Linked DNA regions of Anser cygnoides: regions 1, 2 and 3 are each linked to region 4. Evidence: chromatin contacts called from public Hi-C data. All regions are on one chromosome and are shown on one strand. Each heading gives the region's core, a stretch centred on a gene start, on an enhancer-like site or on the middle of the called end of the contact. The rest is flanking DNA. Distances are from core to core; before and after follow the strand shown.

Region 1 (3,461 bases), core at 390-2,889, 150 kb after region 4:
TGAAGAAAAGGGACTAGCAAAATTTAGGGAGGCTAGAGCAGAAAACAATAGAGACAGCAAAACTGGCCTGTTAGCAGATTTCCACCCATTTTTTTGTAAGCCTGTAAATAAATGTCTCCATAATGCTGCTGTTTGTTTTTAGCCTTCCTGAAAATGCTCCTCCTACTTTTTTTTTTTTTTTTTTTAACGTCTATTTGCAGTCCCTCTAAGTACATTATTTTGTTACAGGATATCTATTCTGAACTGAAGAAAGGTTATGCTCCACGGCCACGTGGCAAGACACTCAAGACAGCTCTGTCAGGGTCTAGAATACAGTGGATGGTGGCACTGGATTATGGATTGTGGCACAAACTGAACGAACATGGAAACAGAAATGCCTATAGGATGGTGTTTCCTTTTGTCCATCAGGTGTGTTCTGCTTTCAGAAACAGCGGACATGGAAGGTCAAACGGTTCATTTAATTCTTGGGACAAGAGGTCCTAACAAATTTATTTATTTTTTCCTCAGTGTAAAATTGAGAAGTCTTTTCCTGTAGCAGTTTTGTACAACTTTTAGTTTATATTCATCTGCATTCAGATGAATTCAGGGATGTTTTGAGACACTGAGCTTCATATATCATCGGATTTCTCCCGGCTATGTAGAGTGCAGGGCCTGTATGAGTGTTCTCCATACCCAGGTGAGCACTTCTCCCAGACTGTCTATTGATGCCAGCCATCAGTTGAGAGGCCTGCAGTGCTCCCCATGTGAATGCAGGTCTCTTCTTCATTTCTGCATTCAGGAAACCCTGACCTCTTCCCTAAACTCTTCTAAAATAAGTCCACACTCACTTCTTCCCATCCGAGCCTGGAGGAATCTGTATTCAACACCAAAGCAGCCAGTGATAGCTAGTTCAGTCCTCATGTCTAAATTTATTATTTTTTTTTCTTTTGATTTCCCTGGAAATGAGGAGGCTGGGAACATGGAGAGCTGGAACATCTGGCAGCCATCCCTCTGGCAGCCACCTTTGCTGCTGGCAGGACTCCATCTGCTTGGCCACGGCCCACGGTGCCCATGGATGGGTCACAGAAACCCCACTGTCAGGGAAGCTCCTCGGCTGCTGCCAACAGCCCCATCCCATTCATTTCTACCTGTTGCTGTGCTGCATTTGTGGTGCACACCTCTACCTTAGGAGGAATTCACTCTCTCAGTGCAGCTTCACAAGGCAGAGTTTCTAAGGTCTATTTGTTCTGGGGCAACAGCACCAGTGTGTCTCACTGATATTTCACGCTGTTCAGAAAGGACAAGTCAGCTGGCTGCAAGAAGCAGGAGCTGGAGCCCCTGAGACCGTGCCGGGCGCCTGGAAGGAGGAGGAGCAGTGGCAGCAGCCAGCATAGTGATGAAGGAGGAGGGACCCAAGGCCAGCTCGGTGCTTTGAAGGAGGAAGAACACATCAGAGGAGTCTGAGACAGCTGGAGACGACCTGCTCCAAGGGAGGGGTTTGAATGTCAGCCTTCCCTTGGAAACCCAGGAGACGTGAGCAGCGGCAGCACCCAGCTGGCCTGGGGAACAGACTACTTCTTTCAAGTTCTTTCTGCTTCCATAAACCAAGCTGAGTGGATGTTGCCCAAAGACCTCAGCAGGACAGTTCTTGCAAGCCACCCTCGTGATATTCTCCAGGCACCTCTGCCCAACAAAAACCTGTCATTTGGCCTAAACAAGATGAATGAGTTTGTACCTCCCAGGCCTCTAATTCCTTGCAGTCCCATCTGATCAGTTTACTAATAGATACCCGTATCTGAACTCTATTTTCTTCAGACAGTTTCACTGGCAGGGAGGAGAGGTCCTCATGACAGAGGACCCTTGTGTGGGTCCGTGGTGGCATGCTGAACTCAGTATTTTATGAGTTATTCTCATGTGAATTCCTCCTTACTCCCAGAGGAGGAAGTGGCACAAAATCAATGGTACAGATCGATACCTGTACTGATGTATTTCCTGGTGACAGGCCAGATGGCCAATTGACGGTAAACAAAGTCTGAACAAAGTCTGGGCACAGCAAGAGTTTCCAGATGGGAACCAGAAGTTTAGAGCTCATCAGAGCCATCTCCACACACACATTACACGCACCAAATAAACACTAATAAATGATTAACAGAGCTGTTGTGCATTAGCCTCAAGCTTGTGGATCCCTCCCACTATTTCTGGATAATTTCAAAAAAAGGCAGATGATAGGGAATTCTTCTTCGTTTGGAGAAATTAATTAGATGTTCAGCTCTCTGTGGACTTCATACAATCCTGAGAACCCTGTTTGCCCCTCCCCAGATGCTTCAGACTGCAGATCAGTCCTTTCAGTTAAAGGCTGCTCAAGGGCAGTTCCCTTCAAAGTCCATCCAAAGTCTTAAGCATTCAAATCTTCCCTGAGGCCCTACAGAGTAATGCAGTAATCTCTTTCTTCGTTCTGTGAACTGAAAGATCTTTATCTTCAGAGTTCTCAGTTCTGCATGCTATGGGAAAAAGAGATGAGACCTGGGGATGGAAGCTATTGTTTATAATGTAGAGCTGATACAAAGAAATAACTTGGGTTTCTCGCCTTCTTGAGACCTTACTCCTGCATTTCCTCTTTCCCTTCACTTCCTGGTATCTTTCACCTGCAGATAATCTGGATATTCACCTTCCACTTCTGCCTCTGTCAGGCCCATAACACACTGACGGGAAGGAAGGTTCATCCCTTGGAAAACTTCCATCTATTTTGTCAGGCAGCATCTCTAACTTTCAATAATAGCCTGAAACCAGTGGGACCAGTGGGACATATCCAGTGGGACATATCCAGCTATGTCCAGATATAGCACAAGCTGACACAAGTGTCTGGAGCTGAAGTTGGTCTTGCCTGTACTGTAACGACTGGGGTCTTCATAGCCTCCTTCTTGACCATGAACATCTGGATGTAAAGAAGAGCACTGGTCAGGCCCCCAGGAGGAGTGGTGAGCAGGGCACAAGGGAAGTGTCCCCTGATAACTCAGTGGAGCACAGCAGCTCTGCACCAGACACCTTCATTCTCATTCTCTGACCTTCAGTTCTCCAGTTCAATAATCTTATTCATTATACAACAGCAGGATTAGACAGTGCCTGCTGGTTGGCATGCTCTGATGGGCGTTAATACCTGCTGGCACAGAAGCAGGCACATGCCAGTACTCCGGTGTGCTAATGAAAAGGCACCATTTCCTCTTCCACTTCAGCACAGGCTGATGTTTCTTGAGAGCCAGCATTGATCTTTGTGTCCAAGAGAGCATGTGCTGCCGTCAGTCCTGCCTTGTGTCTCCAGGAGTCCTGCTGCTTAGGGCAATGCCTACCATCAGAGAGTTGGATGAGGTCAAACTGGACCCCTACCGAGTCGTTGTGGGGCCATGGCTCACCAGCACGGTATCATGTAATGGAGACTTCCAGTGGCACATTGCTTTGTTGCACACTGGGTCTATCGTGGCATC
Region 2 (3,524 bases), core at 370-2,869, 130 kb before region 4:
GCATGCAGATCAGGGTCTGCACACAACCAGGCCGTGGCTGGCTGGGGTCTCCTACGGGTGACAGGATGTCCTGCCGGGGCATCTTCCTGGATGGGACTTCCTTGGCATGATGCCTTGGTGGCTTTGGAGCCCACCACGGCTACGACACATGGCATTGCCACCACCAGCAGGACCTGAGTGCCCAGGCTCTGCTGCCAAAAGCACGAGAGATGGCTGTGGCCTGGCGAACTGGGAGAGCGAAGCCTGGCTGCTGCTTCCTGAAGGCCTCTGCCACTGGAGGGGGACAGAGCACCTCTCTGCGCAGGTAGGTCCCCCCGCACCCTTCCCAGAGGAGACCCTCCCATGCCGCAGGGCTTCCACCCAGTTCAGCCCGGTGGATGGGCCACTGCTTGCACTGCCGCACCCTGGAGTGGGTCATCGCGGGATTGCGCTGCTAGCAGAGGAGGGGAGCCATTTGGCAAGAAGGGAGCATTTCACACAATAGCAATGAGTCCACTGGCAGCTCAACACCGCCAAGCCTGCCACCACGGGTGTCGCAGCACGTCCGGGGAGAGGAGATGCACAGGAGCCCAGTGGGGGTCAGGAGCTCTCTGGAGATGGGCCTGGGTGTTTAGGTGCTGCCTCTAAACCCCTTCATGTTTCAGATGTGCTCCTGATGTTCTCTTATATCCAGCTGCTTTGGATGGGCCATTCCCATCTCCATCTTTTCCATCAGCCTAGGGCTTGAACTGCTCAAGCTGGTGCAGTGCCCTGGCCCATGCCTGATGGTTTCTGCAGACCACAGGGACACAAATACAGCGGGGATGGAGGCAGAGGGGCTGCACCAGCCGGGCTCAATGCCATGCCAGGCTGCCCGGCACCACCTGCACAAGGTACCATATGGGGACACCAACAGTGGGATGGGCACATGGCTCTGAAATGGCACATTTTTGATGACTTACTGTGGCAGGATGGTGCTGGCTCCCACAACGCCAGGGGATGTGTGGCGGGGAGCTCACTGAGGAGAGATGGTTCCTGCTCTGGGTGGCCAGGTGAGCAGCTCATGCCTTGTACTCTCATGGAGCCCTGGTGCCAATGTTCTGTCATAATGATGGCTGGTGATGATGGCAACACGGACCTGGGTGGCAGCTCTGCCCCCGCATTTTGGGAGGGTGTCGTGAGCTGGAAGAGGTGGCTTCCACAGCAGGGTACCCCAAGGAGCAGGCACCTTTCTCCTGGCCAGCTTGCTCCGGCCGACGAGACCTGATCGATGAATGAAGCCGGGGCCTGGCACGCTGTCAGGAGCAGGCTGCATTGTGCAACAGTGCGTGATGCAACTGAACTTTACATAACCTGATGCAACACCTATGGCTGGAGTTTAAAGCAGCAGGTCCTGGATGGCTGCAGTATGGTGTACATACCTCCTCCTGCATGCACACATGTGAGGTCAGCTGGTGGGAGCGGACAGCAGCACTGCTCCAGGCAGCTCAGGCTTTGCTCTTGGGTTTGAAATCACTGCAAACAAACAAACAACTGTGGCTCGTGAGAGGTGAGTAGACCACGAGCAGAGGCAAGAGCCGGGCACATTGCAAACAGCAGCTGTGGAAATGTCCTCCCTGCAGCTCAGCCCATGTTCTTCATTCCCACCTGCAGCTAATCCTGTCCGAAGTCTCTTTCCTCACTCATGTCCCGCAGCTCCCGAAGCCTGCTGGAGCTGGGGTACCTCAGTCTCCATTTGCAGCCCCTCACCCCCAGATGCTCCTTGCACAGCATCTTCCACCAGGCTAAATCATGATTTTGAGCTCAGTGCTGTGTTAGGCAGCCTTGAGGCTCTGCAGATCTGATGCTTAACCTGGTGCCTTGGGGAAGGCGGCAGTACCCCTTTCCTGGGGCAAGACACCAATGCTCTTTAATATAGCATGAGGCAAGGCATCACCCTAAATCTGCCCATGGCCTGACATCTGCTGCTGTCTGTCCTGAACCTCAGGCCAAAGTAATTCCTCATCTTTTCTCTGACATTTATCATATTTAAGCTAAAAGAAAACAGAGGGCGGTTGCTGGCCTGCTGTTTTCTGTACAAGCAGTGAGAGTTTGCAGCTGTTGGGAGGTCTGGCGTGTGTGTGGTGCCCGAGCAAGGCAGGGGGAGCAGGGGCACGCCGGGGAGGGATGATGAGCCCCAGAAACAAGCCGGTCATGACAGCCATGGTGGGGTGGTCCTGCCATGCCCCTCACTGCCGTAGCATCACGCCAGTCCAGGCTGCAACACTGCCACCAGGAGCAACGTACTTGGGTTTTAGGAAGCCCTTCTGGGACGAGGCAAGAGAAAGCATCGGAGCCCAGAGGGAGCCAGATTGTCTTTCTGTGTGAGGATCAGCCTGGCACGACCCCAAGTATCACCTGCCTTTCCCTTCCCCCTGCAGAGGAAGCTAATCCTGGGCACTGGTGTCGCTGCCAAGTTTGCATGGAAAATGCCACCAGCAGGAGCCAAGCAGCAACCACTGAAACCGAACTGGGAGGGGACGGCGATACAAGCTGGTATCCCCTTCCTGACGTGACTCCTACCTGTGAGTCACCGTGGCCTCAGTACCTTTCCAGCCATGCTGCTGCGCCCGCAGCTGGTGCTCGAGTGCCTGACTCTGGTGAGGTGAAGCCTTTCAGCTTTCTGAGCCAGGCCCTCATGATGTAACACTGCAGGTGAATTTCCACAGCTCTGCCAGAACACAGAGTGGGGCTGGGAGATGGTAAAAATGCCTTTCCCCAGCCTGGTGCCTGGACTGTCCTTCCATCTCCCTTCCCAAAAGGTACCTTTTTATGCGTTCCCCATCCCACCCTCCAAAAGCGGTGCTCTGGGGCTGGAGAGACTGTGCTGGTGGTAAAGGGGGTTATGGCATGGCCCTTCAGGGCTGCAGCAACACCTCCAACCACTTACACACAACAGCCTGTGTGCCCGAGCTCCAGCCAGAGAGGATTTACAACACAAAACCATCAGCTGATGCAGAGATCAACCGGTGCTGCAATCGGGTCACAGATACTCTAAATCAAACCAGATCTTTACATCCTGGAGCTGCACAGCCTGCAGGGAGCAAATAAATGGTTAAGAAGACAGGCTGAAGTGCCAAACGAGAAAGCAAAGTTTGCTCCACGCTCGTGGCCAGGATGTAGTGGGAGAAGCTGCTGTGTGTATGCAGCACGCGCTCATCCGTGACCGTGTGGCTCTTCGTGTTATGTCTGAGAAGGAAAGCAAAACAAGAAATGGTGACCAGGGTGGGATTATAATCCAGGAATACCGTGACTGCTGAAAAACCGAGGAGGAAACCACAGGCTAGTAGCTGCTGTTAAACTAGCTGGTGGAACGCTTGCCGAGATGGCGGAAATTTTCCCAGCCCCTCTCTCCATAAAGGCAGTGGTGATAGTGATGCATTTGAGCTCCTGAAAAATGCAATAAAAACCAACAAAAAACAGCAAAATGAAACAATTTCTAAATATGTGTTGGTAAGGAGGTGGGGGGGCTAAGGAAATTACTAGCGTGTTGCCAGTTTGGAGAG
Region 3 (3,555 bases), core at 499-2,998, 180 kb after region 4:
TCACCTCTCAGTGAGGGTGCACTCACTTTTGGGTACCCAGATGCCAGTCTCATTGAAGATGATATGATCAGAGAAAAGCAGATACTATGGGAAGCACCTAATACCATTTGTCATGTTTTCAGGCCTGTAATAATGAATTAGAGCTCTTTGCTTGTATTCAGACCAGGCCTGCCTGGTCCTGCAACTCCTGCCAGTTTCTGAATGGACCGTGACCTAGGAAGCTTCTCAGCAGCTCCAGAACAGGTCCCTGGGAGAAAACATAGACAGCATGCCACTGAGCCATTTCCTATGAGAGCTGGGCAGAGAAACAAAGGAGCTTTTTCTTCCATGGGAAAATGCCAAATCATCAAAACCTACATTTTTCACAGGGGCACATCAGTTCTGATGACATTTCCAGGAAGACATTTCTCTGATGCAGGATAGAAAGCAGGTGGTTATTTCTATTTTGGAGGAGGGCAGAGAAATGAAGGAGATGGACAAGGAAAAAAAGGCTACAGTCAATCCACTGGCCAGGCGATGTGAGAAACAGCTCAAGGATTGCTCTGCCTGATCCAGAACTAGGGCTGGATCTGTTCAGTAGTACACTGAGCAAACACCTGTCTGTGAGAGAATAGCTGTAGGGGAGAAGGGGAAAGGTGTCTACTTTTTGCAAGACGTGTTTGAAAAGGCCCAGGTTCATCTCGTTTCAGAATAGCAGTTATGACACCCTGCAAATGTCTGTACATGAAGACTCATCTCTAGCCAGACATATGGTTTGAATTCCTCTACACCTCATCTGCATCCTTCCAGCTCACCAATTAGCAGCAGCATCTTTACTGTATGTCAGGATTGTGTCCCTGCAGGGACCAAACGCCCTGGGACATGAAGTGAGTCCTCTCCTCCAGTTAGAACACCATTTCCTTTCTTTCTTGCACAGAAACTTTCCTCTTTATCAGCCACGCTCTGCCATGCAAGTGTGGAGCAGGCTCTCAGCTAGGAGAACACTGACTTCCCATGTGCTCTGGTGACTTACCCCAGTGGAGGACCTTGCCCTCTGGTGCACAGCTAGGATGCTCCCCCCCAGCACTCAGCCCTTTCTGGATCAAGCCTAGAGAAGCGCTGCAAATTCCCATCCCAATCAGTCAGAAATGTGTCAAGCTGATGCTGCAATACCCACCCAGTACACAAATGCTGCTCTTCAGGGTCACTCTCTCCCCCCAGCAGGTCTGGCCCTGTCCTGCAGACCCTTGCTGCTGGGTGAAACACATTTTCTTTTGGCACACAGATGCCTTTGTTCAGCTGGCTCTGCTCTTTTACAGGGATCGTCCACAGCCCTGCAGCTCACTCCGAGCTCCCTTCCTTCTTGGTGCCGCTGGAAGCATGGCCTTTTCTGGTTCATTTACACCAAGGCTCAATTCAAAAGGGACCAGATGTGTATTTTTTTTTCAGTGGGCCAGGCTTTGGTAAAGCGGAAATCCTCCCCTGGTGTGGCAGGTCTGTTCTCCTAACAGGTAGCCATTTCAATGGCTGGTAGGGATATTCATTCCTCCTTGCATGTGACTGGGAGCCTTAATTCCTGGGAGGGAAGAGCCCAGCTTGAGTTGCACGCTCCACAGTGCTACAGGCCTTTGAAACTGCATTTTCTAGTCCTTCAGCTTCTCAAAGGCTCTGAGAGGCCAAAATTTAAAGCAGGTCTGTGCTCTAGTGAGTAACTGATGTAATTACGCTCACTTGTTACAAGGGGAAGCTTTCACAAGAGGGGGAGGCGGTGGCCCCTCGCCAGGAGGTGTGTCCTCGATGACAAGCTGTGGAGCCAATCGCAGGCCCGAAAGATCATCACATTCATACCAAAAAGAAAAGAAACTGCCCTAGGGTATTTATATTGAGGAAGGAAAAAAAAAAAAAAAAGAGTTGGCAAAGAAAGAGAAAAAGAGACTGAGAACCTGCAACTTTGTTAACTAACTCTGCAGCTGAATTCAAAAAAGCCAGGCTGGTCCCCCTGCAAATCTTGCTTCCCATCCCCTTCCCTCCCTCGAAGCATCTCTGGAAACCTCTCTGTAAGCTGGAGTGAAAAGTTCAGCTGCCCGCAGTGGTCCTGCTCTCCTCCTGGCTGGCCACCTGGTAAGCCCGGGGGGCTGCCCACCCAGGCCTGGCCCTCGGGAGGGCAGGGTGGGCAGTGGTCCTCCATCGGAGGTCTCTGGCACCCATGGGGCAGGCAGGAGCCCCGCGGGTTAATGATTACCTTCACAGCCCCGAGCACAGTGGCATGGGCTCCTGGCTCCCTGTATCTACGTTAAACAGCTGGGGAAAGAGAAGGCAAGTTTAGCTTTAACCAAGGGGTAAACGGTCAGCATTTACAAATGCTGAACCACCAAAAACTAGCCAGTCAGAGGTTATTTATTCCACTTACACAAGAGGACCGTGCAGTCCAAAGGATGAGGGGCCTGTATGGGTGTAGAAAGCCTGTTTTCTGCCACCGGCCAGCTGGATGAAGCCGGGGGGGAAAGCGCTTCCTCTCCCCGTGCTGCCTCCCTTCCCTGCCCTTTTTGGTGCCGTTTCTGTTTGGACGGCGTGTTCCCCGGAGTACAGGCTGTCTCCAACCGCGCTTGTGTGGAGACGCTCACAATGGAGCTGTAACCTAACCTCGGTGTGAACGTACTGCCATTAATAATAATAAAAATGCCCATCACTGTAGGGCGGCCGCGAACAGCCAGCCCAAGGCTTCCCTTGCAGGCAGGCTGCCGAGGAACAACTAACTCATGGGGCAGGGTGCTGAGGCAAGCCTCCCCGTCGTGGCCACCGGCTCCAGCTCCCGGTGGCCGCGTGTCGCGGGGCTGATGGCAGAGGAAGACACGAAGCCGGAGCCATCCGCCCCGGCCTCACACCTCGCCCCGCAGCGGGCGGTGGAGGTGGCGGGGCGCCATGCCAAGGTGCCACAAGCCCCCTCATGGAGACACCATGCCCGCAGGCGTCGCCGAGGGGCCGGGCCGGGCTAAGGAGCGGGGCTGCCCTGCCACCTGCCGGCAGAGCCCGGCTCGGCGCCTCGTGGGCCCGGGCATGGCCGGGGAGCCCCCGGGGAGCACCCGGGAGAGGGGTGGTGGGGCCGGGGTGCTGCCCGGGCTGGCCCCCAAAGGCCCGCCATGCCCGTCCATCTTGTCGCCCACACCGTGGCACTTGGCTGCGGGTCCCAAGGGAATGGCAGCGGAACCGAGCCCCAGAGCTGGTGCAGAGAGCGGCCTGGCAGAGGCCGTGCCACGCCGCAGAGCTCACGGGGAAGGCTTGGTTTTTTTCCCTGCGATTGTTGGTAGTGCTGTGCTTTCAGCACTGCGCCTTTGTTCCCTCTCCTCCCCACCTACCACACAATCGTCCGACTGTGCGGCAGCACTCGCGGCTCTGGCCGCCGAGCCCCTCCCCTTGCAAAAAACACGAGACCGAAGAAACTCCTCTGCCACATCCGAGGAGAGGTGGGGAGGAGGCCCTTTCCCATGCGGTTCTGGCCTTTCAGCGGTATTTCGCTGCAGGGCTGCAGTATCTCCCTGGCTCCCACCCAGACAACTGGTTTCTGTTGCCAGCCGG
Region 4 (3,380 bases), core at 833-3,332:
GGGAACTAAACACCTACCTTCCCAGTACCGGTCTGCTGATTTCTCCAGAAGGTGTTTCTCCAGCCCCTGCCCAGGCCATGACACATCTCTCTTCCTTTCCTCTCTTTGTTCCCTCAACACCTGAGGTACTGATGTGGGAGACCTTTCCAATGGCTTGGTTGGGCTGGGTTACCTTCGCGTTCTGTCTCAGAAACACACACATGCCCAGGAGGTTTCTCAGACCATACAATGATTAAAGTACTCACGCCACTCGATCCAGGCAGCTGTTTACTGGTTGCTTCTAAGGTTTGTGTGCATTCTCTTAGCACTAATGACTAGAAAGGTGAGAGCATACCATTGCTCTAATCCCTTCGTCCACTGGACCTAGAACCCCAGCCTCAGGCAGAAGGGAATTATAATAAAGCCATAGGTGATGCATTCTGATATCCTAAAGATATATTGTTGCTGTCCTGAAAAATCTAGTTGTGCTCAGTGAGGCGTGTGAATTGCTGCTGTTATCCTGGATTCTTGACAGACTTTATGACCAGAAGAGAACTATTGGATTTACAATATAAAAATAAGGTAACGATAACACCAGGAAAAAGCATTTGCAAAATAACCTGCATTCTACATCTCACAAATAAGTAAATAAATAACTCTTGGAATTATGATTGGGAATAGTAGTTCTTGAGACTTGTGGAAAGGATGGAAAGAGAAGCCAGATGAGTCAAAACTCAAGGTGGGACCATGCTGTTCTCCTCACTGAGGGAAAGCCAAAAAAATCAACTTTCAAGAACCAAATTTTTGCACTGTCCATTGGACATTCTGCAAAATGTGATATGTGCAATATTTGTGAATGATGCTTCTCCTTTTTATTTTTTATTTTTTATTTTTTTGTAAAAATATTTCTTTAAACAGTAATTTAGTGCCTCAGAGACCTCAACTCTATATAATGCAAGGAACCAAAGGAGACTTATAGTCCTGAGGGTTTCTGGAAGCCATATGAATGTATAGCATCTCAGAAATAGCTCAGCTTTCTGACAGACAACATGCTACCCTTGGATGTGTGTCTTCAGCTGTGCAAAATAAAAAAGTAGAGAGTCATCATCTACTACTACTAGGATCCTTTTCTAAAGGACTCTCTTTAGAAAGCCCGTTATGGGATATCAAAAGGGGTTCCCACATGGTTTTAGATGCTCATGACACCTGGAAGGCTCCAGCACAAGTGGGTTTAGCAGACTGTGTCTGGATGTTCTTGTTTTTTTCAGGGGCTCAAGTGACAGCAGCAATAAAGACACAACCTTTTTCATGCCCAAATTGTCTGGCCTAAAGCTGGCTGTGGGCTGCTGCTCTCAGACCTCCTGCTGCAGTATAGCTACAACCTAAGCCTACGCTCTCTTTGCCACCCCTAGGTCTGGCTGTACTGCCCCAGCTCATGTAGATGTTTACCAACTGCTGATCTCTGCTGAAGTCATTGCTCAAATACCTGGACAGATGTTGGGTTGGGGTGAGACACTCCCTGAACATATGTGGGTTATAGGTGAAAAGTGTGTCTTGCATGGCCTTGCTTGTTACCATCTTATTGTCAACAGTGAATCCTTTGTTATCTTTTAAAATAAATATTTCTCTTGGATTTAAATCTACTCTGGAAAGTCTGTGCCTTTCCCAGTCAGAGGAAGCATCTGACAGCCTCCCATGTGTTGTGAAACTAGCTCTTTTCCTATGGCTGCTTCCATGGTTTGGAGTGGCTAAATCTTCTCCGTTCCTCAGCCATGGTGGCTGTGTCTGGCACCGAACAACTATTTAGACTTATTTTGCCCAGTAAAACTGAGGTTGCAAAGCAGGATGGGAAATAGGACTCTAGTCCAGAAATAAATCAGTTTATGTCAACAGACTTAACTCTTCGTGGTCACTTCTTTGTTCATCTGAGTCTGCCTGAACTAGGATTTTAATCACAAAAAAACTTGGAATATAGAGGGGGAAATGCTGGAAGAGCTAAGGATCTCAAAAGATTCCCACTGCGTGCACCTTACCCCAGGAAAGAAAAACCCACAGTAAGGCACTTTACTCTGTTTAGCTACAACTATTTAAATGTTGGGTGCAGGACCTTTGTACAAACACTGTGCAAGCTTGCAGGAAAGTGCATAGCTTTTCTTTGCAAAGCTGACAGTCTAAATGCAAAGAGGCAGAAGCAGTGGGAAGGGATTTTCATGTAGCCAGTCTGTGCCTGAGTTCCTCTTTTCCAGACCCCCTTATGCCTAATTGCTCCCTCTTGATCATCATGGAGGGGAGAACTCTGATTAAGCTAGGGAACTGGCAAAGTCTGAGGTTAAATTGAGAAATGAGATGATGGGAACAGTGATTTTGGTTAGAGAATCATAGACCCACTTCTTGAATTATCATTGCCTATTTATGTGCCATTATTTCTAACAAACTCTTGTTTCAGCCAAATATTTTCTCTTTGTATGCTCCAGACAACACTTTCTAATCCATGTTTGTTTTATTGTGTGGCTTCAGTTTTTTGTTTTTGTTTTTGTTTTTGTTTTTTTCTTCCCTGCGCATGATTACACTTATAATCACCTGGTATAAAGATATGGTCAAGGACAAAGGGAAAGCAGAGAAACATTCCCCATGGACAGTCTCAGAAGCTGCTCAGGGGTGAGTGCTGAGGTTCTGCAAAATCACACTGTGGCAACAGCGAGCAGAGCAGTCGCTATTTTGCAATATACTGACGTGACAGTGATCACTAACTGGCATTCACTTAGGCTCTTCACGCTGCATTATTGTGTGAGATGTCGTTATCTGGCAGTGACATTCATCTGACTACACACACCCTACATGTTCACAAGCTGGCTCCAAAGGAGGGAGGGTTGGTTTATTTTAATATGTCATGGTGAATATTTCAGCTGTCACTCTAGGGAAACTGTGTGCTCACACTTAAGGATGGCCTCACATGTCCCCTGCGCTCTGGCAGATCATGCAGATCACACAAGTAACATCAGGGACAATGTTTGATGTGGCAGCGGTTGATGCCCACAGAATTTATGAGACCGAGGTCTCTGTTTCACAGTACAAGGCACAGGTGCACTGTTCCAGATGATGCTGGTGGAGAAGTCATCCCAAGCACGGGACTCCTTCTGTGGTGATACTGACGTACAGACCTGCTGCATCATCTGCATTCAGCAGCCTAGGCAGGAATGTGGCAGGATTGGGCTCTGGGAGAGGAGCTGGTGTAAGGATAACCCATCGTGCCTATTGCAGGCCTTTTGTGTGAGCCAGCTGTGCTGGAGGAATAAGAGATGCCGCAATGTGTGACCTTGCCACTCTAGGTTGCAGAGCATGCTTTTTGTTATAGAGGGGTTTTAGACCTCTCATTCCTAGGCTCACTGAGCCCCTACGGT

Evidence for each region. Hi-C and Micro-C count contacts between places; a contact is called where the count stands out from the background.
Region 1: a Hi-C map of liver shows a contact between it and region 4, with 4 times the contacts expected there. The contact joins two enhancer-like sites. A contact is called at or near these places in 2 of 7 Hi-C or Micro-C datasets (both in liver).
Region 2: a contact with region 4 is called in a Hi-C map of liver, with 2.2 times the contacts expected there. The contact joins two enhancer-like sites. A contact is called at or near these places in 2 of 7 Hi-C or Micro-C datasets (both in liver).
Region 3: a Hi-C map of liver shows a contact between it and region 4, with 3 times the contacts expected there. The contact joins two enhancer-like sites. A contact is called at or near these places in 2 of 7 Hi-C or Micro-C datasets (both in liver).

The regions. Positions count from the first base shown.
Region 1 is chr3:34,037,284-34,040,744 of Taihu_goose_T2T_genome, reverse strand. No RefSeq gene overlaps it. Among named protein-coding and RNA genes, the nearest start is that of TMEM63B, 110 kb to the right of the region's middle. Within about 2 kb of position 1,639, at least 2 of the 3 cell types and tissues checked have open chromatin away from gene starts, as enhancers often do. A contact at or near this core is called in liver, where this site is marked.
Region 2 is chr3:34,324,911-34,328,434 of Taihu_goose_T2T_genome, reverse strand. No RefSeq gene overlaps it. Among named protein-coding and RNA genes, the nearest start is that of MRPS18A, 47 kb to the left of the region's middle. Within about 2 kb of position 1,619, at least 2 of the 3 cell types and tissues checked have open chromatin away from gene starts, as enhancers often do. A contact at or near this core is called in liver, where this site is marked.
Region 3 is chr3:34,006,719-34,010,273 of Taihu_goose_T2T_genome, reverse strand. No RefSeq gene overlaps it. Among named protein-coding and RNA genes, the nearest start is that of TMEM63B, 77 kb to the right of the region's middle. Within about 2 kb of position 1,748, at least 3 of the 3 cell types and tissues checked have open chromatin away from gene starts, as enhancers often do. A contact at or near this core is called in liver, where this site is marked.
Region 4 is chr3:34,191,608-34,194,987 of Taihu_goose_T2T_genome, reverse strand. LOC125184894 (a long non-coding RNA gene) reads right to left here. Exons shown (of 2, transcript XR_007169513.2): 2 at 1,844-3,380. Among named protein-coding and RNA genes, the nearest start is that of VEGFA, 68 kb to the left of the region's middle. Within about 2 kb of position 2,082, at least 1 of the 3 cell types and tissues checked has open chromatin away from gene starts, as enhancers often do. A contact at or near this core is called in liver, where this site is marked.